Linked DNA regions of Mus musculus: all the other regions are linked to region 1. Evidence: chromatin contacts called from public HiCAR-type, HiChIP or PLAC-seq and promoter capture Hi-C data. All regions are on one chromosome and are shown on one strand. Each heading gives the region's core, a stretch centred on a gene start, on an enhancer-like site or on the middle of the called end of the contact. The rest is flanking DNA. Distances are from core to core; before and after follow the strand shown.

The links. HiCAR-type assays count read pairs that join an accessible place to other places. HiChIP or PLAC-seq counts read pairs in DNA pulled down with a chosen protein or histone mark. Capture Hi-C pulls out chosen DNA fragments and counts their contacts.
Region 2: a FOXA1 HiChIP or PLAC-seq map of pancreatic cancer cells shows a contact between it and region 1. The contact joins the enhancer-like site here to the promoter of Arl4c in region 1. A contact is called at or near these places in 4 of 39 promoter capture datasets (the 3T3-L1 cell line, hippocampal neurons and maxillary cranial neural crest), 9 of 115 datasets of contacts at active chromatin or transcription factors (the NIH/3T3 cell line, bone marrow-derived dendritic cells, embryonic forebrain and 6 more) and 1 of 9 other capture datasets (adipose tissue).
Region 3: a contact with region 1 is called in a FOXA1 HiChIP or PLAC-seq map of pancreatic cancer cells. The contact joins the enhancer-like site here to the promoter of Arl4c in region 1. A contact is called at or near these places in 5 of 39 promoter capture datasets (the 3T3-L1 cell line, embryonic stem cells, liver and 1 more), 1 of 484 Hi-C or Micro-C datasets (embryonic stem cells), 6 of 115 datasets of contacts at active chromatin or transcription factors (bone marrow-derived dendritic cells, embryonic forebrain, embryonic stem cells and 2 more) and 2 of 9 other capture datasets (adipose tissue and embryonic stem cells).
Region 4: a promoter capture Hi-C map of adipose tissue shows a contact between it and region 1. The contact joins the promoter of Hjurp here to the promoter of Arl4c in region 1. A contact is called at or near these places in 4 of 39 promoter capture datasets (cranial neural crest, hippocampal neurons, maxillary cranial neural crest and 1 more), 5 of 484 Hi-C or Micro-C datasets (CD4 T cells, the MNK3 cell line, muscle stem cells and 1 more), 5 of 115 datasets of contacts at active chromatin or transcription factors (effector CD8 T cells, embryonic stem cells, microglia and 2 more) and 2 of 9 other capture datasets (adipose tissue and liver).
Region 5: a contact with region 1 is called in a FOXA1 HiChIP or PLAC-seq map of pancreatic cancer cells. The contact joins the enhancer-like site here to the promoter of Arl4c in region 1. A contact is called at or near these places in 16 of 39 promoter capture datasets (the 3T3-L1 cell line, 3T3-L1-derived adipocytes, the SN4741 cell line and 9 more), 4 of 15 datasets of contacts at CTCF or cohesin (the NIH/3T3 cell line, embryonic stem cells and large pre-B cells), 12 of 484 Hi-C or Micro-C datasets (the HL-1 cell line, cardiomyocytes, cortical neurons and 5 more), 31 of 115 datasets of contacts at active chromatin or transcription factors (SST interneurons, T-cell acute lymphoblastic leukemia, astrocytes and 20 more) and 4 of 9 other capture datasets (adipose tissue, embryonic stem cells, liver and 1 more).
Region 6: a HiCAR-type map of PVALB interneurons shows a contact between it and region 1, with 5 times the contacts expected there. The contact joins the promoter of Trpm8 here to the promoter of Arl4c in region 1. A contact is called at or near these places in 4 of 39 promoter capture datasets (embryonic stem cells, frontonasal cranial neural crest, liver and 1 more), 1 of 15 datasets of contacts at CTCF or cohesin (embryonic stem cells), 14 of 484 Hi-C or Micro-C datasets (the AML12 cell line, the G1E-ER4 cell line, the HL-1 cell line and 6 more) and 7 of 115 datasets of contacts at active chromatin or transcription factors (PVALB interneurons, astrocytes, bone marrow-derived dendritic cells and 4 more).
Region 7: an HNF4G HiChIP or PLAC-seq map of pancreatic cancer cells shows a contact between it and region 1. The contact joins the enhancer-like site here to the promoter of Arl4c in region 1. A contact is called at or near these places in 9 of 39 promoter capture datasets (the 3T3-L1 cell line, frontonasal cranial neural crest, hematopoietic stem and progenitor cells and 4 more), 1 of 484 Hi-C or Micro-C datasets (embryonic stem cells), 9 of 115 datasets of contacts at active chromatin or transcription factors (embryonic forebrain, embryonic stem cells, extraembryonic endoderm stem cells and 4 more) and 1 of 9 other capture datasets (embryonic stem cells).

Annotation. Positions count from the first base shown.
Region 1 is chr1:88,700,595-88,704,779 of GRCm38.p6, forward strand. It overlaps Arl4c (ADP-ribosylation factor-like 4C), which reads right to left and starts at 1,597. Exons shown (of 1, transcript NM_177305.4): 1 at 1-1,597. The coding sequence starts at 1,070. The coding sequence ends at 492.
Region 2 is chr1:89,128,954-89,132,657 of GRCm38.p6, forward strand. All of the region lies in intron 2 of Sh3bp4 (SH3-domain binding protein 4), which reads left to right. Among named protein-coding and RNA genes, the nearest start is that of Gm34331, 27 kb to the left of the region's middle. Within about 2 kb of position 1,723, at least 38 of the 459 cell types and tissues checked have an H3K27ac peak or open chromatin away from gene starts, as enhancers often do. A contact at or near this core is called in stem cell-derived neural progenitor cells, where this site is marked.
Region 3 is chr1:89,107,853-89,111,831 of GRCm38.p6, forward strand. The region is part of intron 2 of Sh3bp4 (SH3-domain binding protein 4); the gene reads left to right. Among named protein-coding and RNA genes, the nearest start is that of Gm34331, 6.3 kb to the left of the region's middle. Within about 2 kb of position 2,084, at least 143 of the 459 cell types and tissues checked have an H3K27ac peak or open chromatin away from gene starts, as enhancers often do. A contact at or near this core is called in adipose tissue, bone marrow-derived dendritic cells, embryonic stem cells and 2 more, where this site is marked.
Region 4 is chr1:88,275,723-88,279,664 of GRCm38.p6, forward strand. Hjurp (Holliday junction recognition protein) reads right to left here and starts at 1,857. Exons shown (of 8, transcript NM_198652.2): 1 at 1,652-1,857; 2 at 1,497-1,563. The coding sequence starts at 1,747.
Region 5 is chr1:89,190,191-89,193,951 of GRCm38.p6, forward strand. No RefSeq gene overlaps it. Among named protein-coding and RNA genes, the nearest start is that of Gm34331, 89 kb to the left of the region's middle. Within about 2 kb of position 1,456, at least 91 of the 459 cell types and tissues checked have an H3K27ac peak or open chromatin away from gene starts, as enhancers often do. A contact at or near this core is called in the SN4741 cell line, adipose tissue, craniofacial prominence and 6 more, where this site is marked.
Region 6 is chr1:88,305,319-88,309,239 of GRCm38.p6, forward strand. It overlaps Trpm8 (transient receptor potential cation channel, subfamily M, member 8), which reads left to right and starts at 1,417. Exons shown (of 27, transcript NM_134252.4): 1 at 1,417-1,473; 2 at 2,492-2,584.
Region 7 is chr1:89,090,519-89,094,202 of GRCm38.p6, forward strand. The region is part of intron 1 of Sh3bp4 (SH3-domain binding protein 4); the gene reads left to right. Among named protein-coding and RNA genes, the nearest start is that of Gm34331, 11 kb to the right of the region's middle. Within about 2 kb of position 2,398, at least 101 of the 459 cell types and tissues checked have an H3K27ac peak or open chromatin away from gene starts, as enhancers often do. A contact at or near this core is called in embryonic stem cells, extraembryonic endoderm stem cells, pancreatic cancer cells and 2 more, where this site is marked.

The sequences.
Region 1 (4,185 bases), core at 347-2,846:
GTATCCCCCCCCAGGGTTCTGTGTGAACTGCATACCTCAGGTAACTCACACGTGATTCCCCCCCGCAGTGGGGGCTGGGCAGTCTGAACTTCTGGCCCTGCTGGAGCAAGAAGAAATCGCTTTTGTCTCTCTGACATCCAAGCTTCCCACCTGGGGCCAGAGGGCACACCACGGGACCCTTGCGTCCTCACGTCCACTCCCCACCGGTCCCCCCCACCCTATCCCACCGGTAGCTCAAGCATTATAGACAAAAGGTCCTCTGAGCTGGGGTGGGGGGGTGGGGCAGGTGACGAGATGGGTGGCTATGCAGCCTCCACACCCGGCTTAAGTCTCCAAGTCCTGTATTTGGATACAGAGATCGTGTTTTAAAAATTCGAATCATCGCTTTGGTTCGTTGTCTTTGTTCGCGGGTTCTCGCTCAACCCAGACGTCCATTCATTCACTCACTGGCTTGCTCGCTCAGCCTTGCTCCAGATCGCTGCTCTAGCGCATTACCGCTTCTTCTTCTGCTTGAGAGACTTCCTGCGTTTCAGGATCATCTCATAGAGCTTGTCCATGCCCTCGGTGAGGCCCTCGCCGATGATGGCGCACGCCGGCTGGACATGGTAGGTGGTGGCCGGGATGAGCTCGTGCAGCGCCAGTTGCTTCTCAATCTCGGCCACCGGCAGCGACTTAGGCAGATCCTGCTTGTTGGCGATAACCAGGAGCGGTGTGCCCTGGTTCTCCGCAAACTTGGTCACCTTGTGCAGCTCCGTCTTGGCCTCCTCCAGCCGGTCCACGTCCACCGAATCCACCACGTAGATGATGCCGTCCGTGCAGCGGCTGTAGGACTTCCACAGCGGCCGTAGCTTCTCCTGGCCGCCCACGTCCCAGAAGTGGCAGCTGATGCCCTTGGCAGTGCCGTTGCTCAGTTTGATCTTCTCGGTGTTGAAGCCGATAGTGGGCACAGTGTTCACGAATTCGTTGAACTTGAGCCGGTAGAGCACCGTAGTCTTGCCGGCCGAGTCCAAGCCCAGCATAACGATGTGCAGAGACTGGAAGGCCGAGATGTTGGAGGAGATGTTGCCCATGGCTCCTCGCTGCGGCGCCGGCCACTGCGACTGCGGCTGCGGCGGGAGGGCGCCGCCCCCCGAGCAGTCACAGGCCCTCTGCGGCCGGGCGCACCTGGGCCCCGCCCGTTGCTGGACCCGGTGGGGTCTCGGCGTCCCCGCGGCGCACGGCCAGGCGCGCTTAGGCTCGGAGGGGCCGGCTCCCTGGCCCGCCTGGTGCGTGCTCCGCGGGCATCTTTCTCCGGAGGCTTTGTCTCTCGCGCAGCCGCCACGGACAGACGCCGCGGTGTAGGATGTCTGCGCCTTGCGCGGTAGCCCGGCTCGACCTGCGGCTCTCCCGCACCGCGGCTCTGCAGCAGCCTCTGGTCTCGGCGCACCTCGGAGCTGCTCTAGCTCCGGCTCCCGGGAGCGCCGCAAAGGCGCAGGCGGGGCGCGGGCTTCCCCGGCGTCCGAGTTAGCGTAGCTGCCTTGCTGTCCCTGCAGTACTAGGCGCTGCTGCTACCGCCGCCGCCGCCACCAGCCTGCTGCGGCCGGAGGGCGCCGGCCCCGCCCCTCTAGTCCCGCCCACAGGCCACGCCCCTCGCCCGCCACGCCCCGCGGTCTCCCGGGGTCAGGCGGGGTCTTCTCGGTCGGTTGCGTCTTTTCGCGCGCTCCGATCGTTCGAAACTCGCCCAGGCGACCCTTCCCGCCGGCCGCGCGCCGACTGTGGGCCTGGACGCGGACTCTTCCTCCCCAATCCGGTGACGCGTCTTTTAAAAATAGCTCCGGGCTCCGGAACCCCCGCCCGGGGCCTAGCCCGCAGCTGGCCGGGCAAAGGCAGCGACTGCAGAGGGCTAGGGCGGTGAGACTGCGGCACCGACGCAGGAGGGCGGAGGAGAGGAGCTGACCTCCTTGAGCCTGCAGCCCTGCTGCTGCCCACTCCTAATCCATTTCCACCGCGTGGTTTCACGCTCTTTGGTGCCCTAGTGTCTTGGTCCCTATTCTTCCTTGATGCGTATGCTCCCTAAGTCTAGGGTGTGCCCAGGAGGCTCAGTTAAGACTACCTACCACCCACCTGCCTAGATAACTCCAGACATTTCTTTCTCAGACACCCATTTTGGAGCCTTGCTTTATGCTTCCCCACCCCTTCCCCACCCCCTCCACTCTGCTGACATCCCAGATTAGGTTAGTCTTAAAGCAACCTTTGTCATTCTACCTTGAGAACCTACCAGGGATGGGGTGAGGGTAGGGGATGGGGGAGGTCCAAATCACCTGACCAGGCTTCAGGAAAGCTAGGTCACTAGAAGACCCTAGCTAGCTTGGAGCTGGTGGTGTGATGAGTCACAAATACATATTTTCTGGGTTCCATTTCGTGACTCCATTCAGTGGTTTTATCCTACCTTGTAAAACGTAGCAAATGAATATTATTTCTGCATGTGGAGGGAAGTCGGGGGGGGGGTGATTATGAGTGACACAGGTTTGATGATGATGGGAACTAGAGATGACAGCCAAGGGGAAAATGGTTTACATTTGTGTAGGTCAGGCTTCTGGGTCAGAAAAGGTTGCAAATGTAATCCAGGGAAAGAAAATAAAAATGCTTATCATTTGTGATCTTAAAAATTATATATATACACACACACACAGAGAGAGAGAGAGAGAGAGAGAGAGGAACCTTCCTTTCTAATGCTGTTATAATACATGATTTCATTTGTACTAAAGCCTGTGAGAAAAATCACACCTGTTCAATTCCATCTTTTAATTCTCACAACTCCAAAAGCCAGTCTAGGCTTCCACCAGCTAGACTCAAGCCCAGGGACTGGTGATGGATGTTGGTGCTGGCAAGGTCCACTCAGATTACCTGTCCAGCTTGCTAGAGGAGGAAATTTAGGTCTGTGTGCTGGTACTTGCTAAGGGGACCTCAGTGCAGACAGCCTGCCTAAGATCAGTGATGCATTGGTTCTGGGATGCTTTCCAATGGGCACCCCCTCCCCCCCCCCCCCAAAAAAAAACAGGGGCACAAAAATTTGTCTCAAATTAATCTCAAATTGAGTTGGCAAAGTGATAAATACATTAATATAGTTCTGGATACATGGAAAATGTTTAGGATAAGGGTTTTCTCTTCTGGCATGGCTGGATCCTGGAGCTCACCACTAGACACTAGGCCAAATCTTCACCCGTCCTCAGTTTCCCTCTGTGCCCATCCTTTTAACTCCTGTGGCCTCACATCCTTTTGTTTGGGACCTAGAAGGAAAGGGCCTTCAACAAAAGTTCAACTTCAACAAAAGTTCAGAACACACATTTCTTTGGCCTGCCTCGTCTGCTTCAGATCCAATACTTGGATTGACATGGCTCCAGCCTAAAATGTGGTGGTTCCCACAGAAGAATTCAGGGACCCCAAAAGGGCAGATAGACAAAAATAAATGACTTGAGGGGCAGTGAAAATGGCTGAGTGGGTGTCTGCTGTGAAGCATGGATTACTGAGTTCCATCCCCGGCTCCTACACATGGGAGGAGCGAAAAGATTTCTGAAAGTTGTCCTCTGTCCTCCACATGTAATGTGTTTGTGCATGCACATGCATACATGCTAAATGTATGTTTTTAAAAATTTAAAAGGCAGTAAATCCAGTTTAATTCATGTCACGTTTGTTACTGGGAAGGCAGAGTTTTGTGTCTGGGGAGGAATTTTCTCTTCTTTCTTGTAGGCATTTCCTAAAGAGAATCTCCTTCTCTGGGTTGAGTCTTTTCTTGCTCTGTCCTCTCTGTCACAGGCAGGTGAGTGGCTACCTTGGGACTTTCAGTAAGGCTCTCACAAATGACCCAGCATATGATATGGTGGTGCCTCTTGCTCCTGTTCCCAGTTGGGATTTGCTTTTACTTTAGAGGAATCAGAGGATAATTTTGATAAGATATGGCACTTGCCTTCTTCTTACTGTTCTGATCACTGCCAGCTGCATCTTGGCTGTGTTTGCTCTCTTTGCATTTTCCACCTCATGGTGTCACTCAGCAGTTAAGGGCTGTCTGTTGTCCAGTACAAAAAACAAAACAAAACAAAACAAAACAAAACAAAACAAAAAAAAAAGCAGATTAATAGACATACAGCCTTCCAGAAGAAAACCATTACACAGCTACTCACTATCTTTGAATAGCTGTGGCCCTCC
Region 2 (3,704 bases), core at 473-2,972, 430 kb after region 1:
CTCCAGCTCAGGCAGGGTGCTTAGGACATTCCATATCCACGGCACTGTGGACACTCTTTCACCACCCATAACTTCCTAAGGACAAGCAGGCATGAGGGGCAGTAGGATAGGGAGAGGGTCCTCTTCCATTTCCCCAAATAAGCCTTGGCAAAGGTCGAGTTCATCGCTCTAGATATCTGGACAGTGACTCATGGGCAGTTGCTCTCCAGGAAAGAAATACGCTTTCATCCCAGGAATTTTCCCAATTACTTACTATATGCTAAATGCGCACCCCACCCCCAACCCCCAAAACATGGTCTTCTCTGTATTGTGAGTGACCTCTGCATTTGAGGCAATTCTCCTGCCTCTGCCTCCCTAGCAGTATGAATATAGACATATACTACATAGACCTAGCTCCATTTATCTACTTCATGAAGCTGATAGGTGACATTGAGACTGTCCCCTTCCATCTTGGCTCCCTACCTTCTGGCTGGGAGGCAGGCACCTATCTATTAATGACTAAGGCTGAGAGAGAGCCCTTGGGCACCCTGTCCTCACCTTGCCTGTGCAGTGCCTCTGCACGTGCTGTCAGACGCTGGGCAGTGTGGGTTATGTTGGGTTTTGTTCTCATGCTCCATTTGATGGGCACAGCTCTGCCCTATATCCTGGCTTTTGGCAAAGACTGTCGTGGGCTGCCATGGATCTGAGTGGGTTGTTGGAACTGCCTCCCACTTCGCCTCAGGAAGACCCCTTCCAGTATGGCCTGGATTCTCCCTCACTTGTAAAGTGAGCAGCGTGGCTATTCCTGAGCTTCCCAGAGTAATACCTAAGACCATCGCAAGAATCCTGTGATCAGTGGGAAAGATGTTTCCCATCCTGCCTGAGTAGACTTTTTAAAAAAGCATTCTTAAAGCAAAGGCAGCTGTCAAGTGGGTTTATTTATTTTTATTTCTATATTTATTTATGTGTATGTATGCGTATTGTCTGTAAGTGAATGCCACATGTGTGTGGTTGCCTGCAAAGGCTGAAGCTGGCATTGCAGGTGCTTGTAAGCCATTCAGTTCAGATGTGGGAACTGAGTCCTGGGTCCTCTGCAAGAGCAGCAGATACGCTTAACAACTGAACCTCTCCTCTGGCCCAAGTGGATTAATCCATTTTAAGGAGCACTGTTAAGTTACACATATGTAGCGAGGTGTCTGAACTTGGTTTTAAGACAGGGTCTTACTGTGTAGTCCAGGTTGGCCTTGAACTTGGAATCCTGACTCAATTCTTGGGTGGTAAAAGCATGTGTCGCCGCATCTAGCTGTGTGTGTTTGTTTGTTTGTTTGTTTGTCAGGTAGGTTGGTTGGTTGGTTGGTTGGTTGGTTGGTTGGTTGGTTGAATTGTTAGCTTTGTCTGTTTTCCAGTATGGAAATCAGTGACTGGTGTTGGAACTCACATCTGCTGGCTTGCAGTCTTGAGTAACGTGGCAGATGGAGTCTAGACTCAAGTTAGATGAATGAATCTCTATTTCTCACTGCTGTGACCACACTGGAGAGATAATTGTGCCCTTTCTTCAGGGTCACTGAATGGAGATCAGAGCTTACAAGTATGTGCTGTCTGGGCTGATCACAAGATCTTCCTCATGCCTCGTCTGCCGTCAGCTACACCACACGCTGGCTCGGTTTCCCACATGGCTCAGCGGAACAGACCACAGATGTGGTTGTGATGAGCAGCTCTGAGGTCCTAGGAGACAGGCATTGCTGCACTCTCATTGGCTGGCCTCCAGACTCTGAGGTTTTCAGCAGCATGGGGCACAGGGCTTGCTTTGTCTACTATGGCCTGAACAGCGTGACCAGAAAGCTCTCTTGATCCCCACCACAACCCTATGCTCTCCCAACTCAATTTTCTGTGTTTTGTTACTGACCCAGGCCATTCTAGCCTGCTTGGTCTCCATTGTTGCAAGGCAGCAATGCTTCCCTGCTGCCCCAGGCTCTTGGGCTCCCCTTCAAGTGGCTAATAGGTGCTATACACAGAAGGATAGTTCATAAAAGTGGGCAGGCTACTACCTTTCCCCCACAGGATATGGAACCTCAGCTGAGTCAGCTCTGACTTTACGCCGTGGTTGCAGTGGACATGAGAAGAACATCCCATCTTTAGAGCAGGAGACAGAGTCTTTAGGCATTCATGGTTCACACTTTCATCTGTCCCTGACTCCCTCGGTGGCAGAGCACGGGACTTCCTGCAGCTCCAAACCACGGCTGCCTCTACTCTGTGGTCTCACGTGTTCCTGAAACACTCCACACAGGCGCCAGCAGGGGAGTCTTTGGAAGCCACAGGGTAGCACTTTGCTTTATCTACAGGTGGCTGGAGGGAATGGAGGCCCATCCGGCAGGCTGTGGGCGGGGCTCCCATCCCCGTGGGCGGGGCTCCCATCTCAGTGGGCAGAGCTGACCCCCCTCAGGAGGAGGCATCTGAGCATGCTCTCCTCACCTGCTTCTCTAGGCCGCCATGCTTAGAGCCATGCTGTCCCCACATGGAATAGTGCTTACACCAGACCAGTGGAGGCTCAGAAGCAAATTCCTGCAGCTTCGCCGTCCTTGTGAGATCTGGTGTTGAAGTATTAAGACTGAGGAAGTCTTCTAGTCTCAGAATGAAGCCAAGCTCCTTCTTGCACAGCTGTTTCTTAGGGAGCCAGAAAGAGGACAGATACTGAGATTTTTGTACAGAGGCTGGAGGTGCGAATCACAGGGCAGGTCAAAACTCATACTTTTATTGTTGTTTACTGGAAGAAATCTGTTGAGATTGACCCAGTGCTCCACAGGCTGCAAGTACATGCAAAGGGTGAGTCATGTTACTACAACCAGAATCGGTGAGGAGGCTCTGGGAGCATTCATGCCCTGTTCTTCGCCAACTTTGGCTCTCCCTCTCAGACTCCTGGTTTCTGCCCAAGTCACACACGGCCCTACTACCCCAAGACACACCCCATCTTGGTGCCTTTCCTGGATTGGGTAGTTTCATTGTTCCTGAAGCCAGGGTGTTGGCAGAAAGGCCACCGCATGCAGATCCCGTGACTGGGAGGTGCAGAGAGAACAAGCTGGCAGCAGCAGGGAGGGCGCGGAGGGCCTGAGGCAGCCAGCAGGATCTGTCAGCAGGTCTGTCTGTGTAGAGTGCTTGCCAGCCTCCTAACTCCCGGGGTCTTGTCTCTAAACAAGTCAGCCCTGACCCTCAGAAAAGGAAAACTCAGTAGTTAGAGGAGTAAAACCCACCGCAGCTTTCTGGACCCAGAGAGGGATGCTTCCATACCTAGGCACCATCTGGAACATTGGAGTGGAGCTATTTATTGCCTGCCCCTGTCAGTGAGAGTGACCTAAAGGGTAGGCAACCCACCCTGGAGAAAGGATGGCTGGAGACTGAGAAGTGGAATCGTTCTTTTGGAGAAATGTGGCAATCTTCTTTCGCTCAGCTGGATGTCTGGGTACTTCTGAGATGCTCGCCCGGGCAGTCTGTCCGTGAGAATCAACAGGGTGGGTTTCCCAAGTTCAGTGTGCTGGGTGTCATCAAGTCACACCAACCTCCTGGTTCCGTAAAAGATCGTTCAAGGTGCCTATGAAATATCTCAGACCCATCATCGTGGTTGTATAGTAGGAATTCCTAACTCTCTGCCTTTGCGCCTACACAGCACAGTGGAAACAGAGACTGGGTGAGCTCATGTTCTAGGGCTGTCTTGCTAAGGAAGAGCAGGA
Region 3 (3,979 bases), core at 834-3,333, 410 kb after region 1:
CCTTTCCAGGAGTGTCGGGAGGAAGGGCTGAAGAGGATTAGTGGGTACATGGTGTTGTGTTCTTGGATTTGTTTCTGATCTTTCCCATCTGACTGCTGGTAGGACTGTCACTGTCCCCAGTAAAGTCAGTGGAGGAGGAATTTACACATGACATGGCGGCACCTTGTGTCTTTCTGGCTACTACCTCTGAGTGCAGAGTGCCTGCTCTGGAGGCTGCAAAAGCAATTTGAGGACCAGCTGCTGGGTCATGTCATCTTCCATTCTGGAACATATATGCACTTTCATAAAGCCCACTGCTGGCTACAAGAGTTGTTCAGGCATTTTCTTTAAATCCACGGTGCCCTCTGTGAAGCCAAGAAAGCTCCTTGGTATTTGTTTCTACGTCTCTGCTGATCTTTTTTGTCTTGTCTGTGTTCGAGTCCACATGTGCACTAGGGTAGGGAGAGTGCCTGGGTGTCCTGGGATACCACAAAGTATGCAGGAGCTGTCAGCCCTGGCTGGGGTCAGTGTTCAGGCTCCTGAGGTCTGGGGGTTTAATGCCCAGGAAGTGGCCAGCAGCAGGCCTTTTCCTTATAAGTGCAGTTCCTTGCCCTGTGGATGGTGATGTGTTTGGGTTGTGGAAACAAGCTGAGAGCCATCCACATTCCACACATTCTTTTGGCCTGGCATTGGGGGCTTGGGGGGGGAAGGGCTCTGAATTTACTATGGGTGGCTGTGGCTTGATTCTCTCTGGGTGAACACAGTGGTTTCCAGAGGGTTGTGCAACAGGAAATGGGGCAGGGGGCTGCTTCTGCTCTCCCTCTTCAGCCTTACTGCTCTTGGTTATTCGGGTCGAGGCTGGTTGAGCAGGCCCTATTCTGATCTGTGTTGGAGGAGACTAAAGGGTGCGACTGCTCTTTGGCCCCAGCACTTTCCTGGGTGGTATTTGTGTGGTTTGCTTTTTCTGGCGCTCTGCCAGATGCACAGGGCCAGCGAGATGTTAGGGAAGAGGAAATAGGAGGTGCCCTGGGGTGACTCTGTCATCTCAGGCGAGCCAGTGGGCCTTGGTGTCTCCTACCTGAGAACCCAGTGTGCTGAGGTAGGCAAAGGGTGCTTACCCCGAGATGATATATCTTTGGGTGCAGTTCAGGGACTCCCCGTCAGTCATCACAGCACTCAGAAAGCCCAACACTTGGTGGCTGTGATACATAGTGGTCAGTTCCTGTGATTTTTGTCCCAGGAAAACAACTGTCCCATGTTCTCAGTGTTTATATTCATAGCCTGATTGGCTCAGAGGTCATTGTGATAGAGAGCTGCCCAGCGTTTCGATGCCCAAAGTGCTGCGCTGCCATTTCTGTTGTTTACTTAGAACACCTGCTATATAAGGTGCAAAAGCTTAGCCTGCTCCTGACCCCAGTTGGTTCCAGTTGAAAATCTTTTGCCCTATGACCATGCATATTGCTGCTCAAAGTGATGGGGGCAGTGTTCAAGTCATCTTTGAGGCCAGTGTGACCAGCCCGTGTACCTGTGATAGATAGATAGGGGTCTTGCTTGATAGGTTCGTTAAAAGGCGGGAAAAGTCTTAAGCACCACAGGTAACATTGTAGAAATTGTAGAAACACTGCAAACAGGAGCAGGGAGAGTCAGCAGTTGAAGGAAGGGTTTTATGAGGTTAGAAACACAGGCATGCAGCAGGCACACAGAGAAAAGGCCCTCTGTCTGTAAAGCCGCATGTCTTTATGCCTGCAAAGGGATATCAGTCTCTTTAGGGCTGTGTGTGTGTGTGTGTGTGTGTGTGTGTGTGTGTGTGTGTGTGTGTGTGTCTGTCTGTCTGTCTGTCTGTCTGAAGTTTTCTCTCCCCTAATTTAGGGTTAGTTAGTTTGAAGACAGGTATGATGAATGTTGGTGGGCCCACAACTGTTATGTGACCTGTCCTGACCTAGCCTTGAATTTGCTGAGGTGGACCTTCAGCAGGGAAGGGAGACCAAAGCCTCCAGGACTTTTATTTTAGGCTACCAGGCTTTTGTCTCAAGTCTGGAGTGGGGAGGTGAGGAACCCTCCTCTTGAAATTCGACACCTTTATTACCTAGCCATGCGCTCCCCCTCCCTCTAGTCTGTCTACCAGGGAGTCTGTCTAACTCGTGCTCTCTAACCTGAGACAGTTCAGAGCTCAGCCCAGCAGGTAAGAACAAGCAGGGAGCCTGAGGTCATGGAGAGCCTGAGCTCTCTGTCTGTCCGGTGTGTCCTGTCCTCTCCCACTACGTCATCCCCCTCTACGGTCCACACCAGCTCCACACCAGCGTGTGGCTCAGAGTCCCCTGCAGCTTTGATGATCACCTGCTCCTTTTGAATTTTCTTAGGCCCCAGGGCTCTCTGTGTTCCCTGCCCATTTTACAGATGAGAAAATAGGCCTCTGAGAGGGCCTCATTCCGGCTTAGCTCAGGGGGTTAGTGTGAAATAGAAAAGCCCAGGCCTAGAATTCCACCGGGTTTGTGTGCCCTCCAGGGTACCTTAACTCACTTCTTAGTCTGTACCTGGGAGGCCACAGGAGTCATTGGGCATGTGCCACATCCCTGATCCCATCACGGACCTGTTTGGAGAACCACAAGGAGCCACAGAGTAGAAATTAACAGGTGAAGTTAATATTGGGATGGTAAATGTCTTTAAATGTCAAATATACAATTAAGAAATTAAATGGTCTAAAAGGAGGGTTCTATCAATGTATGGTGGCTTGCCTATCGACTTTTTCTTTAGAAAACCAGTTTATGCATCGTGGAGAGTCACTAACAAATTTTGAGCTTGTGTTATGTACCTTGTATCTTGAATGCCCCTTAGAGCCCCATGTGTTGAAGGCTTGACTATCAGCCTGGGGTACCACTGAGGGGTGATAGGACCCTTAGGAGGTGTGGCATTATGGGACAAAGTCATGGGCTCACTCTTGAGCTGTGGGTTAGGATCAGGACATAGAGCAGGAGATAGTGGCTCCCAGACAGAGTCAAAGTAATTAATGCCCATAGCCCGGCCAGCATGAAACCCTCAGCCGGCTCAGACCATCTCCATCTGACATTCAAGTGCCAAGTCTCTCCCTTGGGTGCCTGTGGGCCTCTCTGGGGGTCAGGTGTGACCTCACAGTTTCTGGCAGGTGATCAAGGAGGCCTGAGGCCAGCAGTGGCTACGGGAGGTTGTTCTTGGTGTCTTCCAAAACCTCTGCCTTGAGACAGCCACAAAATCTGTGCATCTTCAGTCAGTAAAGGACTTCAGCTGAAGGTGGGCAAGATCAGTGGGGGTGGAGTGGGGGACTGGGGTGGGGGGAGACAGGAAAGGAACCTAAGCCTACTTACTGTTTATAAGAGGCCGCCCATGTGACAGCCTTTTCAAGCAGGTGTGCCCTGGGGACAGGGAAGACATTCTAATCATACTTGAGGCTGGGGGGGGGGGCAGCTGTTGGGCTGTAGAGGAAGAAAAATTCCAGTGTTGTTTATATTAAGGGCCTTAGAATGTCTTGATGAAATATACTTGGACATGGGAGACCCTTCCAGTCCATTGAGAGACACTTCATTCCCAGGCCCTGTGCCCAGAGTTCCCTGTCTGCTCAGTGTTTAGAGCAGATGGAGCAGACTGGCTCTTAGGAGCAGCACATGAATGGGATGGGGTGCACAGCTCACCTGGGAGCCACGGGGTGGGCGATGAGACCCAGGACCCCTTCAGACTATCCAGTGTGAACCTCCGTGCCGCATTGACTATGACCTACATCCTCCAGCGTACTCCACTGCAGCCCTGTGTGACTCCCAGTACCCCACACAGGGCAAATGCTTGCCCGTTTTGTTTTGGTTTTTTTTTTTTTAAGATTTGTTTCACTTTTACGTATGTTTGGATATGTACAAGCCTGAGTACAGAAAGGTGCCCTTGGATTACAGAAGAGGGTGTTGGGTCCCCCATGGAGCTGAAGCTACAAGAGATTATGAGCTGCCTAGCCTGTGTGTTGGGAACTAAGCTTGGG
Region 4 (3,942 bases), core at 607-3,106, 420 kb before region 1:
CCGTTTCGTATTTGCAACCCGTGTGGCATGTAACTCCCATACCCTCTTAAAAGCCCACAGGACAGACTTACCATGTCCACTGTACAGACAGATATGCGAAGAGGAAAGTTCAGATGACTAACCCAGCTCTCTGCTCATGAAGTGGAACCAGCATGTGAATTCTGGGAGGTCTGATAGCACTGACCACTGTGGGACATGACCTTTCCAGAGGACACTGATGCTCAACTACAACGGCTAAGTCAAATCAAGGCTTTGCTGAATGGCCCTCTCCGTGGAATTCTACATTTAATCGCATAAAGTGCTAATGTTGCATGTTTGAAACTGAACTCTACAATACGTGCTAAGTGCATGCCCAGGTGAACTGTCAACACACACAAATGATTCCCTCCTGTTCTCTGCAGTTAGCTCTCTGCTCCAGTCTCCACCTTAAATCTGGACTTCAGTCTACTGCATGTTAGGAAAGGCCGCGCCAAAAACGTGTCTCTCAGAACAATCAACAAGATGAGGGATTCATGGCAAGCTTGCTAGGACATAGATTTGTTAACCGACAACTGCAGCCCTAGGTGTCTATGTGTTGGCCAGACCTCAGGGAGGGCTCTTATACCAACTTGTATAGTCTCAAACTCTTCAGCAACTTCACTGTTCTCATATAACTGACATCAGTTATATATCACTGACAGAATATATCATTGAAGACAGATGGGCAGTCCAAAATACTCCAGACACTGCCTACCCCTTCACAAACAGCCGCAAGAGCACAGAAAAGCCAAGAGTCAGACAGCACACTTATGGATTCCTATATTGCTGTGTCCTGATCCCATCCAGAGAAAAGCAACCTCTTTGTAGAATTAGTTCAGTTTCTGCTTATTTAAAATGCTTACCCAACACGTGCCCTGAACAGCCAATAAGACAAAAGACAGACTGCACTTGTAGACCCCTGGCAGACTGTGATCCGAAATCCGATTTTATCAATAAATTCAGACAAACATCAGGGATGGGTCTTAGGGAAGGATACGACCTCATCAAATAACAAACTTATCCCAGTTAGAGAACCGATGAGGTTTAAGGTAGTAAGTACACTCACAACATTAAATAAAATGCGTCAGAGGTGGCAGATAATGGGGACTGTCCAAAACAGATGGGTCTACATTTATACAGCAAAGCCCATGAGAGCGGAGCAGTCCTGGGTGCTGTTCCAATGGCCTGACAGGTACTCTGGTGATGTTATACACAACCATACGGCTTACCCATGATTGTCAACATCCTTATTTTACAGAGTCACTTGTACCGCTAATCAATTAGCTCGAACTTCCATGCCAGGCATTTTAAAAAACCAGGCTGCACTGTGTCTCCAGGCATTTCTTTCAGAGAAATTAAATTGGAAATCAGCAACTCAGGGATTCAAGGTCCCTAGGAGCAAGGGGGACAAATGCAGCATTGCAAATTCTAGGCCCACTGTTCTGGCCCAGTGCCAACAGGAAGGGAGGGCTTCGTACCCTGGGGCGTCTCGTAGGTTAACGTCCTCATCTCCACCAACGGGTCGTCCTCAAAGGGCTGGTTGTACTGCGGGGAAGGGAGAGCTGGTCAGACTCCGGGGCGCTGGATCCCCGCCCACCGCGCCCTGCCCGCCTCGGCCGCCGTCCCAGCCTACCTTCGCTATCAGCCGCTTCATTAACGTCTGGAAGCGGCTACTGCTTTCCTTAAGCTGCTGATGCAGCCTGCGGTCCTGCCGACCCATAGACTCCATGGCGTACGTGGCTCTCTGCCCGGCACTGCACCCGCCCAAGCCCGTCCACAGATCAAACGTGGCGCCCCGCGCGCTAATAGGGTCTTTCAAAAGTATTTACGCAACCGATCCTGCCCGCGTTTCCGGCCGCCGCTCCCAGGGAGCACTTCCGGTGGAAACGAGAAGGGGAGGGACGAGAGGGAGGGTCCGCCGGAGCGGGTGGAACATGCGCATTACTTCATGCGGCACTCCCGCGTCCCCTAGAGGCTTCTGGGTGAGTTGCCTGTCAAGGCTCCTTCCTGGATCTACCAATTTCCCAGCTCTTGGGAAGGCTTGGGGAAAGCCAGATCCAAATAACGGTCCTGAAAGGAGTCTGGAAAGCCAGTGTTCAAAAACAAGACGCGTGTAAATGTGCTGAACGATATTATAAACGTGACAGAATCTGTGATTTTTATCCTAGGGTTTTAAAATAAACTTTCTCTCCCATTTCTGATTATAGGCTGTTTCTTGATTGTTATCTTGTTCCTTGAGGGGGTAGGTAATTTGGTGTCCATTTTATGAGGGCATTTACTTCGATTAACATTTTAGAACATTTTCAGAATTTTTGGGAGGGGTTGTCTTCTGGCAGAGCTGGGGGATTGAACCCCACTAGTTGGTTTTACTGTGACTTCATAACAGCTACATTTGTTTGCGGGTATTAACGTGATTATCACGATATGGGAATTAATGGAATCATTACTGAGTATCAGGAAGTCCCTTGAGGTGCCTCTCTACTTCTCAGCCTGCCCCCATAATCTTTTCATGCTGTCCCATTGAAACTGAGGGAGGGAAGAAGAGCTTCCAGGCTCATAGACTGTGGATGCCCACGCAATGTATTTGCAACAAGCGCGGAAGTCTCTTTCAAGATCCTGGGCTTCTGGGAGGGCCGTCGGTCGTCCGACTCTCCTGGGATTGGATGGCGGTTGCCTCATCCAATCTGTCCCTACCCCAGTATGAACCTGTTGCCTGTGGGGATGTGAGAAGGTGTTGCTTCAGAACGTTGGTGGTGGCGTCAACTAGATATGCTGTTCTGTCTCCTGAGCACCTCCAAGCCTTCCCCATCCTGATGGCTGAACTTCTCTGCACTGCAAGCTTAAAGTAAAACTTTCCTTCCTTATTTTGCTTTTTGCTAGGTGTTTTCTCACATTAACAAGAAAATATCCGAGACTCTGTCAATTTACAGATAATTTTGACTTCACATAGATCATTCACGACTACTGTGTTAGAAAGAGGCATTAATAGCTCATCAAAGTATGTTTAGTCAAATAGGCGGAGAAGGTTTCAGAATACTGATTGTCATTGAGAAAAATCAATTAAAGCATTTACATATACAAAACAGAACAGGTAATTTGGCCCAAATACTTATGAAAGTTAAGAGGGACCAAATTAAGTATTAAATAATAATAAATATAATATTGTAATAATAAATCTTACCAAGGGTTAATGATAAGAACATTTAGTAAGAAAGCCCTTCAGGGAAAAGGACAAAGGTCAGAAATTGTCAACAAGAGAGGAGGTGCAATGGGCAGTGCTCTGTCTCAAAACTAAGTTAAGGATGAGCAAGAACAAGGTCTGAGGGCGGACATAGGAAGGTGCCACATTTAAACCTATTGCTTTGTAAGTTAACTTACGAAAGTTAAAAGGGACCAAACTAAATAGTCATGTCCAGTCTAGGAGGTTAGCATAATTAACAACAGCCACAAATATTAACTATCAGGGTGAGCGTGAGGAAATGGATCTCTAACCCTTCAGGAGAGCCTTTGTTATGCAATGTTTCCAGAGGAAAGTGCAGCATGGTGTAAAATGGGCTTTCAAAAAACACACCGTACTTTGATGCCATGGGTCAACATTTTGAAACCTAAGCAATGAAAGACCTTGGCAGGAATTTAGCCTGGGGGTGTTTACAAATCTCTAACCACAGTATTTAGTATTGTGAGTGTGCTGGGGATGAGAGTGGGGGTGTGGGAGTGTGTGAGGTTCCATTAAGTTTTGAAGAACTGCATTCATTGACATTTAGAATGACAGGACAGAGAGGTCTCAAATGGAGTTTCTAAACATGTTTTGTACCGGTACTTTAAAAGTGTCTGTGTTGTGGCTGGAGATATGACTCAGCACTTAAGACCCGCACAGCTCTTGCATAGGACCCAAGTCTGGTTTCCAGTACCTTTGTCAGGATG
Region 5 (3,761 bases), core at 206-2,705, 490 kb after region 1:
TAAAACCTTCAATCCATTCTATCCAGCCTAACACAGTTCACATGTCAGGGCTACCCACACATGGTTTCTCAGAAAGGGAAGCCACATTTCCAGCCGTCACATTGAACTAAGATTGTTTAAGGAGCTGAGACAAACCTCTGGATTAGCTTTATGTATCCAGAAAATTAAATTAACTAAAGCGTTGGCCCCCAAGGCAGCCGGAGAATCCGTTTCATTTTGTAAATCCAGATCTCCAAAAGCCAAAATGCATGCTCTGTGAATGGGGCCCCATGACTCTCTTCCAATCCCTTAAGCTTTCTAAAATCATTATGTATTATGCTGATAAAATAATTTACCCAGGGCTAGTTCACGGTGGAATGGTATCTCAGTGCACAGTCATTTTCTTAGACTAAAGTACCATTTCTCCTTAACGACAACGCAGCAGCGGAGGCAAATGTATTTGGAGTAATTCATTATCCTCCCTACAGTCCGGGAGATTTGCTCAAGGGGTCTTTGGCTCAAGGTCAGGTGACTGAGACCCGAGAATTGCAGAGGGAACCAAGTCAGCCATGAGGTAAAGCATCAAAGCAGAGCCTTGGAGATAAGGGGACAGGAAAGGGGGCTTCTTGTGTACAAAATTCCTTGGGAAGGATTTCCCGTCTTGTAAGAGCATTTATGCAGCTAGGTCTCAGCGTCACACCATGTTGAATAAATAAACCGGCCTCGGAACATCTGCTTCCTGGATTTGGAACTTATTATTGACTTAATCCCATAGTTTGGCCCAGGGGTGTTTTTTTTTTTTTTTTTTTATTAATTAAAAGCGGAAGTCCATATTTTTTTCACCATGGAATTTCCAAATCATCAAAGTACAAGACAGAAGTTTCTAGAATGGCTTTGATTCTTACCCTCCCCCTCCCCCTCCCCTCCCCCTCCCCCTCCCCCTCCCCTCCCCCAGGGCATTCAGCACTGAAAGAGACCAGAGGTCACTCAGGGGAGGAGGGATCCAGAGCCAACAGGTTGAGACTAGAAGAGAGGTGGGGGCGGCTATGGGCAAGTTCAGTTTTATAGAGGCTTAGAAGGTGAAGGTTTCTGGACGCCTTGGAGACTAGCTACTGCCTTGGCCGCTGGGGAGGAGGCTGATAAGCTGAAATCACATTCCAAGCATGCCATTCCAGAAGGAGGGTAAGAGTGCTCAGCAAAGTCAGCTTCAAAGAGGGGTCTGCATCTTATCTCAGTGAGAAATTGCTGAGACTTGAAGAACCACTAAAGGCCAGTGCCCTTACAGATTTCTCTGTCAAAATTTCTATCCGAAATGACGTCAAGATTGCACTAAGAGAACCGCAGTGACCCGCTGTGGAAAGCAGATTGCAGGGTTGGAAAGATTAAGAACACTTACTTCGCGCTCTTGGAGAGGACCCCAGCGGATTTCCACTGTGAGTCACAAACATTTCTAACCCCAGCTCAGAGGGATCTGGCGCCCTCTTCTGACCTTTGCAGGCACTGCATGCACATAGTCCACTTAATGCACTCAAATATGAATACAGGACTGGAGAGAGGGCTCAGTAGTTAAGAACATTGACTCTTCTTTCAGACAACCTAGGTTTAATTCCATCACCCACATGGCAGCTCAAAACTGCCGGAAAACTCCAGGTCCATGGGACCTGACTCCCTCTACTGGCCTCTTTGGGTACTAAGCAGGAAAGCTGTGCAAACATACAGGTGGGCAAACACACACACACACACACACACATCCTCATAAAATGAATAAACCTTAAAAGAAAATGGATGTCATGTCAGCAGACTCTAGGGTGTTCTAGAACACCCTGTGACAGCAGCCAAATGGTGTGGAGTCCCCTCCTCTAAAGGGACAAGAGAGACAAGACAGAGAGCACCTTTCCAGGTCAGATGTTCTGTGAGATACCGTATCTAGGTGACCTTGAATCCACGGCTCCATAGTGTCAACAGGTGACCACATGGCTGGGCCTCGAGAAAGTTCTGTATGAACTGCAGGTGAGCCTGGGAGAAAGATCTGCCTTCAAGCCGGGGAACCTTGGTTGGCCTTCAAAGCAAGGTTAAATCAAGAAATCTGTTCTGCCCTCAAAGATATTGCCACCTGAATTTTCCTCTCCTAGAAGACTCTAAAACACCAGATCCTCTCTGAGAGGCTACACACTTCTTCCAGGAACTCTCCAGAGCAGAGTTGAGCAGGAGGTGTCTGCGGCAGGGTTTGCCTGCAGCTAGACGTCTCTCTGCCTTTCACAGCTGATAAGGCTGGAAAATCTAATCAAGACATTTTAAGTAGCAAGAAAGGAAGGAAGTCCCAGACACTCCTACTTGGGACCTGACTCTCAGCAGCTAAGATAAGAGAGTCAACCAGTCCCACCGAGGCAGGGTCTATGGGGATCAGGGCTTCTGTTCAAGGCTGGAGCTGGGTGAAGTCGGCAAAGAAATGTACAGCAAGCATTCGCCTGAGGAAGTAGCTTATGAACAGTCTCCCAGTCAGAAAGTGATGGGGCCCCAGGGCACTGGTGGAAGCCAGAAGGGTGGATCACCTGCCAGCCAATCAGACAAGGAAGACTCTGCACTGGTGTCAGTCTGGGTCCCTCGCTGATGTGCTTGAACTGTGGGAATCCAAGTACTCGCCTCTCCCGTCCCCTCTCTGCCTGTGTTAATGACTGCTTGCTTGCCTAGGGTCATTGCTCCTCCATGAACCACCCATCTACTAGACCTTTGACGTTCTTCCCAGCTTTTCCTGCTTTTTAAAGGATACAAATCATGGGATCCCCAACACCCCAAGTAGCACACATTGTACTCATGAAACATGAGCATAGCCACTAGGCACTCACCGGACTCAGAGACCACAAGTGCAGTTCCTCCCTCCGCCATAAGGTGGCAGTGTTTTAAATCCAGCCTCTCATCGGAGGCCTCTGGTCCACCAAGATGCTTAGATCTGGATTTGGGCCCCACAGCTTCTTGGGAATAAGGAACTAGATCGTCTTCTAAGAAATATTTGTTTCTTTCTATGTTTCTTTGCTTCTTTCTTTTCCTTACATCCGTTGCTACTTTGTTTGTTTGTTTGTTTGTTTGAGATAAGCTCTCAAACTGGCCTTGACCCCATTAATGAGGAATCCATGGGCCTCACCTCTCAAAAGTTGAGACTAGGGGCTGGTGAGATGGCTCAGCCAAAAAGAGCACCCGACTGCTCTTCCAAAGGTCCTGAGTTCAAATCCCAGCAACCACATGGTGGCTCGCAACCATCCATAAGGAGATCTGACTCCCTCTTCTGGAGTGTCTAAAGATAGATACAGTGTACTTACATATAACAAATAAAAAAATCTTAAAAAAAAAGTTGAGACTAGAGGTATGTGCCACCACACCCAGCTATCTAAGCGACATTTCAAGATTTCCAGAGGTCCTAAGCTGCCTAGGAATTTGCATTTTTTAACGAATCCTTTAAGTGATTTCTAAATAAAATCAGTCTCCAATGCAGGAATCAAGCAGCACCCACACACACCTCAAGAAGTCGAGTTTTATGAAAGTGAACAGCTTTCAACTCCAAATAGCAGCGAGAGAGTGGGCGGCTGGAGGAGGGGCAGCTGCTGACGATGAGGAAAGGGGGAGGGGTCTCCATGGAGAAGTTGACATTCATAAAACAGTGCTTTAAGCAAATGAAACTTGCCTGAGAAGTAAGTCAATGATCCAAAAGAGAAGACAGAAAAGTTACAGTCCAACTCTACACCCCAACCCCACCCCTGCAAAGCACATCCCACCACCCGTCTCCT
Region 6 (3,921 bases), core at 167-2,666, 400 kb before region 1:
ATTGCTACACGAATCCAGCCCTGCTTCCAGACCTTGCTCAGACATCTGTCTCTACAGAAGTCTTTCTTGATTTGCATTCTGCCTAATCTGAACTCCGTTGTGCTTATATTTCTCATGCCATCATCTTTATGTGTGCTTAGGTATGCATGTGGAGGCCAGAGGTTGATGCTTCTCAATTTCTCTGTACTTTATTTTATGATTATATATGCATATATGTGTCATGTCCACCTAGGTGCCTGCTAAGGCCAGAAAATGGAGTTAGAGCCCTGGGAGCTTGAGTTACAGGTGCTTGTGAGCTGCCTGATATGGGTCTTGGGAACTGACTTCTCGTTCTATGGAAGAGCAGCCAGCACTGTTAACCGCTGAGCCATCTCTCTAGCCCTACTCACCTTATTTTTTGAGATAGAGTCTCAGTGAACCTGGATCTTTACTGATTCAATTTGGCTAGATTGTCAGTAAGGTCCAAGGATTTTCCTGTTTCTTCCTCCCTAATGCTGGGATAGACACACACACACACACACACACACACACACACACACACACACACACACACCTGGCTTCTATGTGGCTGCTGGGGATCCAAGGCAAGCCCTTCTGCTTTCTTCAAGCAATGGATTGACTGAGCTATCTTTTCAGCCCATGTTATCAAATTTGAAATTACTCCCCCCTCTGTCTACATGTTGATAGCTTACACTCCACATGTGATCATAAACTGGAGACAGTAGCCAATACTTGAAGACCCCCAGTTAGGACAAAGAAATCATGTTGGTGGTGTGATTTAAAGCTGAAATCTATCCACTGGCCATTTGACCATCTCTTCTCACATCTTCTCTTCTTTTCTGGCCTAGACACAAAGGCAGTAAAGGGGACTTAGGTGGAAGTACCTGTAAATTTGCAAAGCTGGTCCACCTCAGCTTCAGGGACACACTCCTAAGCCCTGTGTAGGCAGCTCAGTGAACGAAAGATAGAGTTGGGAAATCTACAAATATGCAAAAGAGCAATGCTGGTTAAATCACTTCCATTTAAGAGTGTTTTTCTAATCGTAATTAAGGATTTTAATTCTTTAATTAATTTCACCATTTTTCATGATGAGCATTTCCCATCTCATTTGTGGTTTTTAAAATGTGCCCCTAACTGTAGAGATTAGGTTTTAGTGTGAATTAATTAATCTATTGGCGAGCAAGGGTGGAAATCAGGGATGCTAACCTTACTGGAATTTAATAATTACAATCTTAGCATTTCTGCATACTTAGGCACTGCATGGCTCTCTATTCAGTTGCTAAAATTGCTCTTGCATGGTGTGACTTTTTCTTTTTTTCTTTCTGTATTCCTTCTCTTCAAAGAAGCTTAGTGCAGGAGGTGGGGCTGGGCTGGGCTGTGTGTGACTATAAAGTCCTCCCTCCTCCAGTGAGCTAAGAGACAAGCAGGCTCTTTGAGGAGAGAGAAGCTCTTGGCTGATTGAGCAGCTCCACGGTATGTTCTCAGCTTTTGCTTTCTCCCCTCTGTAAGTGCTGCCCTTGCTGTGGCTTGTGCAGTTGATGTGATGAATTTGGTACCTCTGATCTGAGCATCATTTTCTGCCAAGATTTGAAACCCTTAGATCCTTTCAAGGGATGTGGGGCAATATGCTGCTTCGCAGATTACCTCTTCTCCGTTTGAGTTGGTTTATAAATGTAGGATTTTCTTCTAGAATTTCTGGGGAATGGTTTTAAAACATGATTGCATGTTCCCTTTCCTGATTGATAGATAGTGGAGTCCTCAAAATAGCTTTTCTAATGACTCCCCTATCTATCGAGACCCTGAATCAAGTAAGTTTTCTTAAGTCAACACTCTGGTGAGATAGAATTAACTCAAAAAGGGATGAAATCAGACAGCAAATTTTCTTTGCTAGCAAAAGGAGAATGGGCTTGTCTTGTCTTTACTTGCCGTGGCTGCCTGGATCTCTCGACTGATTGGAACGGGCATCTCGTGTTATTTAGAAGTCAATGAGAAAGCAGAGGGGCTGGGAGAATGATTAAAGGTTTCACTTCTAGTTCACTTTAAGGCTCGTGTGGACATTCGTGGTGTCGGGACTACAGAATATCTGGTGCCCTTTGCACGTGCTGTAGCCGTACTAACATGAGCGTTCCGCCTTCTCAGAATCCCGGGAGTGAAGAGAGGGCTGCATCAAGACTGTGACTTTGTAGTTATCATTCTCTAAAGTTTGGGATGAAGCTGTCCTCACCTAGGACTACATTCTTTGTATACTAATTGCTTCTTCTTTTGGCATCTGTGAAAGCAGCAGGTTTTTGGCAAATAGCACTTTTAAACTCTGTCTTTGGCCCATGCTTGTCCATGTCTTACCACTGCTCCTTAGAGCAGGGTCCTGGGGGACCAGTATTTATTATTATTATTATTATTATTATTATTATTGTGGTGGTGGTGGTGGTGGTGGTGATGATGGCAGTGGTGGTGGTTGTTTGTCTTGTTGACACAGAGTTTCTCTATGTAGTCCTGGCTGTCCCGGAGCTTGATACATAGAAAAGACTGACCTCAGATACACAGAGATCCTTCTGCTTCTGTCTCCCAAGTGCTGGGATCACAGGTATGGGCCCTATGCCCATGTGGGCACAATAATCTTAAACTTCCAGAAAATTTGCCATTTTGCTAGTTTTTAACCCACCTGTCAGACTTCTACCCTGTTGCAACTAGGACAACAGGAGAATGTCTTCAACAACAACAGCAACAGCAGCAAAAGTTTTAGTTCTTCTCCATGGTGAGTTACAGATGAGGGTCCAGGTGATCCCCTATAGCCCTGTGCACCTCTACCATGCTATTGCCAGAACAAGGATGGAGAGATGGATGTCTCTGAGTGGTGTCACATGTATTTGAAGTTTCTCAAGTGTCACCCTCCCCATTACAATGAATAATTGATGAGAAGGAAAAGAGGAGCAGGAACAGGATGGGGTTTGGTGCCAGGCTCTCTGGAGCATTTCCAGAGCACAAACCAGAGCCCCCTTCTGCTTGAAAAAGGCAGCATCTTTTTCATTTGTGTTTACTGTAAAGGGACACAACTGTCCATCTTTCTTGAAAATGGCATCTTAGGACTAGTTCAGTTGCTGAGAAAGTTAAGCTAAGAGCCAATCCTGAAGACATGCCAAATACTACTATTGTACAAAGACAATAACATCACTGATTCTCACGTGTGTCTGGTGCAGAGAATGTGAGAATATTCCATTGATAATGATGACTTATAGATTGCAAAAATTATTTATTAGCACTAGTAATAAAGACACAGGGGTGCTGGTGAGGTGGCTCAGTGAGTGAGGTTGACTTCATTCAAGCCTGAGGATGCGATTAATCCCCAGAACCCACATATTAGAAGGAGAGAACCAACTTGTGTAAATTGTCCTCTGATTTCCATATGCAAGCTACCCCTCCCCCTCCCCCCAACTTAAAAAAGGCACAATGGCCAGCCTCTACAAACAAAACATCTCCCTTCCTTCCTTCCTTCCTTCCTTCCTTCCTTCCTTCCTTCCTTCCTTCCTTCCTTCTTCCCCTCCCTCCCTTTCTTTCTTTCTTTCTCTCTTTCTTTTATATTCTTCTCTCATATATTTATTACCCTCAACCACACTTTCTCCTCCCTCCACGCCTCCTAGTTCCTCTTTCCCACCTTTCATTTCTTCCAAATTCACTTTTGCTCTGCTTCCCTTCAGAAAGGAGCTGGCTTGGCAGAGATATAGACCAAACATTGCATAACAAGTTACAATAAGACTAGGCACATACCCTCATATCAAACTGGATGGGGCAAGCCAGTAAGAGATAAAAGGTCCCAGAAGCAGAGAAAAGTGTCAGAGACGGCCCCTGCTTCCACTCTTAGGAGACCTACAAGAACACCAGACTATACAACCACAGCATATATGCAGAGGACCTAGGTCAGAC
Region 7 (3,684 bases), core at 1,148-3,647, 390 kb after region 1:
GGCTCAAGTCATCCGGTTCATGCGACACTCCGTGGTGAACCCTCCTAGCCTCCTTCCTCATTGCAGACTGGTGTCTCTCCTCGAGCCTGTTTTGGGAGTGTTTGATTGGACACTCTTACACACAGAATGCAGCTTTGTGTGACTCCTAGCTTCCGGCAGTCAACTGGTGTTTTCAGTTGCCAGAGATGCACAGACACCCCAACAAGAAGATGCTTCAGGGTCCAAGCGAGTCTTATAGCTGTGGCGCCTGTAGTTAAGACAGGTGGGGCGATCCTTGAGTACACTCACCCCACCTGGGAGGAGCAACCTCGCCTCAGAGAAGAATCCGAGGCCGCTGTTGAGGTTTAGCAAGGAGGGCAAAGAGGATTTCCGGGCAGTGGTGTGGGCTTGAGCTGGCCTGGTTCTCTTTCTGAGCAAGATAAACAGTAATGAGGGATGCCCAGCAGGAACAAGCTGAATTTTCGGAGGCTCTCAGTGGCTGTTGTCACTGCCATGCAAGGGACCAAGGAAGGTGACCCCCTAAACATATAGACAGAATGCAGGACATCAGTGTGGTCATTGAAGAGTCACAAACAGAGAGCTCTCGTCCAGACTTACACAGCCACTGCTGGCACAGACCGACTTCAGCCTGTCCTTCCTGTCCCCCTGTTTCAGATGTAGTGTTCTTCTAAAATATTTTAAATTTTAATTTTTTTATGCCTATGAGTATTTTTTTTTCCTGCATGAGTGTGACTGGTGTTGATGGAGACCAAAGCAGGGCATTAGATTCCCTGCAGTGAGAACTACAGATGGTTGTGAGCTGCCATGTAGTTGCTGGGAATCAAACCCTGGTCCTCTGAAACAGCACCAAACGCTGAGGCATCCATTGAGCTCAGTCAGTCCGTTTATCTGGTGGATCTTAAGTAATGCGGAGAGCTATTCCCGACCTTGTTGTGTTGTCGACCATCCTCTGCTTGTTTACATTTGTACCACACAGAGTTCACTCTCATGGTCTCTCCTGTCTCTGGCTGCCTCTTATAAGATTAGTTCCTCTGAAGATATTAGATCCTCAGACTGGATGCATGCACAAGTTGAAAGCAGGAGGAGCAGAAGTTCAAGGCCATCCTAAGCTATATAGGGAGATTGAGGCCAGCCTGGGCTACATGAATCTCTGTGTCAAGTCAAAACAAAACACAACAAAAGGTGAGTGTCTCTCTGTGGTTAGGTGAGTGAACTTGCTTAATAACTCGTTGGCTTTGTTCACAAACTCCCCTGAGGTGGGACGAGGGTGGTCTCGTACAGGCACAGCAAGGAAGCCACAAACCACTATTAGCTCCAACCAGGTGATCAGGTTGAACCTTGATGAGACCCTGACCTTGTTTGAGAGAGAGGCTTAGACCCCAGAAGATGGTGTCTTCGCTCAGCTAAACCAACCCTGCTTCCTGAGCCACTGAAATGGAGAAATGTCCAACCTTTGTTATCTGTGGTCATTTGCTGTGCAGAGCTGGGTTCCTTTTGACCCACCAGGCTGTCCTTGGGTTCACCTGTGTGAATTATCCCCACCTTTGCTGTGGGGATTTTTGAAGCAGGACTACCTGTAGGATGGTAGAATGTGACAGGGAAGCGCTTTGTCTGCCCCAGCATGCAAACTGCCAGTGGAAATCGGATCCTCTGCACACACCTCCCCCCACCCCCACCAGCTATTCCTCTGCATCAAGCTCCACACTGACCACCTTGTGATATTGGAGCTGGTCCGCCCGGGGTGATGTGTATCTGATAGACTTTCAATGCAGGTACATCTGCCTCCCCTCCCCCAGACTCATGTTATTATTCTCCTTTGTTCCAACTAGATTTTTTACATGGTTTCGGTTCACTTTTCTTACTGGATCCTACAAAGTCTTGGAATTTACTAGAACTAGGCAAAACGCGCTGGTTCTTAGAGTGTTCTTTCACTGCGGGGGGGGGGGGCACTCCACCGTGCAAGGCTTTAAAACAGAATGAGACTCCTTGGAACCCTTCTGTCCCAGGGGATGCTTGGCAGGATTGTTTTCTAGGTTTTCCCGGCCATGACCTGAGTGCTCAGGCCCTGGACTCCACTCTGGCTGGAGTAGAGTGATGTTTGTGGTGCATCCTCCTTTGAGAAGGCCTGCCTGAGAGCTGCTTTTTCTCTGGGCTCCCTGGAGGTGGCTGCAAAGGAATGTGGGCCCCTGGCTGAGTGTTCCAAACGCGCGCGCGCGCGCGCGCGCACACACACACACACACACACACACACATTCCTGGAGCAAAGTTAAAATTAGAAAAAAAGCTGCCACATTTCCTGCCATTCAGGCAGTCGCTGGTGTTTGTTTGCACAAAGGTTCTTCGGTAACAATCTGGAGTGGGTTTGGGAGGATGGAGCGGTTGAAGTCATGATTTTCAGGAGGGAGGTGAGCGGTTTCCATGGCGACCTTTGTTGTGGGCGTCACCCAGCTTTTGAGTCCCTGCACAATGATACTGGAATGGAAAAATGCTGTCAAACAACTCCTTTTGATAGTTCACAAGAAAAATTTAATTTTACTTGTTTCTTTCTAGAAGGCAGATGCAAAGGGGAATGAGCACAGCTGACTGCCCCTCTTTTTAAATGACCTTTAGCCTCCACTTTCTACCTACGCTGGGGTGGGGGGCACCATCCCTAATGTACTTGTCAACCAGAATCCTCCAGGTTCAGCAACTTGTCTGCACCTAGGGTATGAGAACCTAAGTCTGTGTCCATACTGTGAACACCCAGCCATCATCTTTGCAATAGTGCCTGCTAGAATCCAGAGGCTTCCTCGTGCACAAGAGATCAGGACAAAGGTCTTGTCTCAGAGAACACTTTTCCTGGAGATACAGGGACAAGGGGGAGGTGCGTTTGTGCAAGAAGGAGAGGCAAGTGAGGCTGGGAGGGGGTTGGGCAGTAAACTAAGTTTGCTAGAGTGTGCATCCCGAAAGATACCCAAGCCCTAGTGTCTGTGACCATTACCTATTAGAGCAAAGGGGCCTTTGCAGATGGGAGGAGCCTGGGGTGTCAGGATTTCTTGGTATTTTCATTAATAAAGAACTGATAAAGAAGAGATTCAAGAGCCTCCCGCCAGCATCATTGGGTGCTGAGATCCCTGGGAGAGACAGAAAACCAGAGAGTCTAGGATAGGGCAAGGTTGTTCTTTTCATCTAGCAGGGTGGCTAGATGAATTCCTTTTAGGGGCGACCCTACCACCGATTACCTTCTGCTAGGCCCCACCTCTTAGAGAATTTACCTTTTCTTAACATCTCCAGTCTGGGAGACTTAAGGTTTCAGCATTCAGACCATGTCCAGGCCGTACCATGCATGGTTCCTACTTCTGCCCTACATGCAAACACATGTGTCTTTGTAAGAGGTGGTGGAGGGAGGTTCAACCACAGGAACTGATGACAGATACGGACTAAATGAGTGTGCTTTGGGTACCAGAGGCAGGGAGATTGGTAAACTCGAGAAGCTAAAAAAGGGCAGAGAAAGGATTTGTAAGTCTAACCCTCCCTGTTCACCCTGTCTCCTTGGCTATCTCCTTGGCTTTACCCCATAAGATTGGGTTCAGATTTCTAGCCCCTAAAACTACATGGGATAAACCTGTGCTATAGCAGCAATAGGAGAGACAGGAGTGTGGGAATCCAAAGACGTGACCACTACACAGAGCCTTCCTTCCTTCC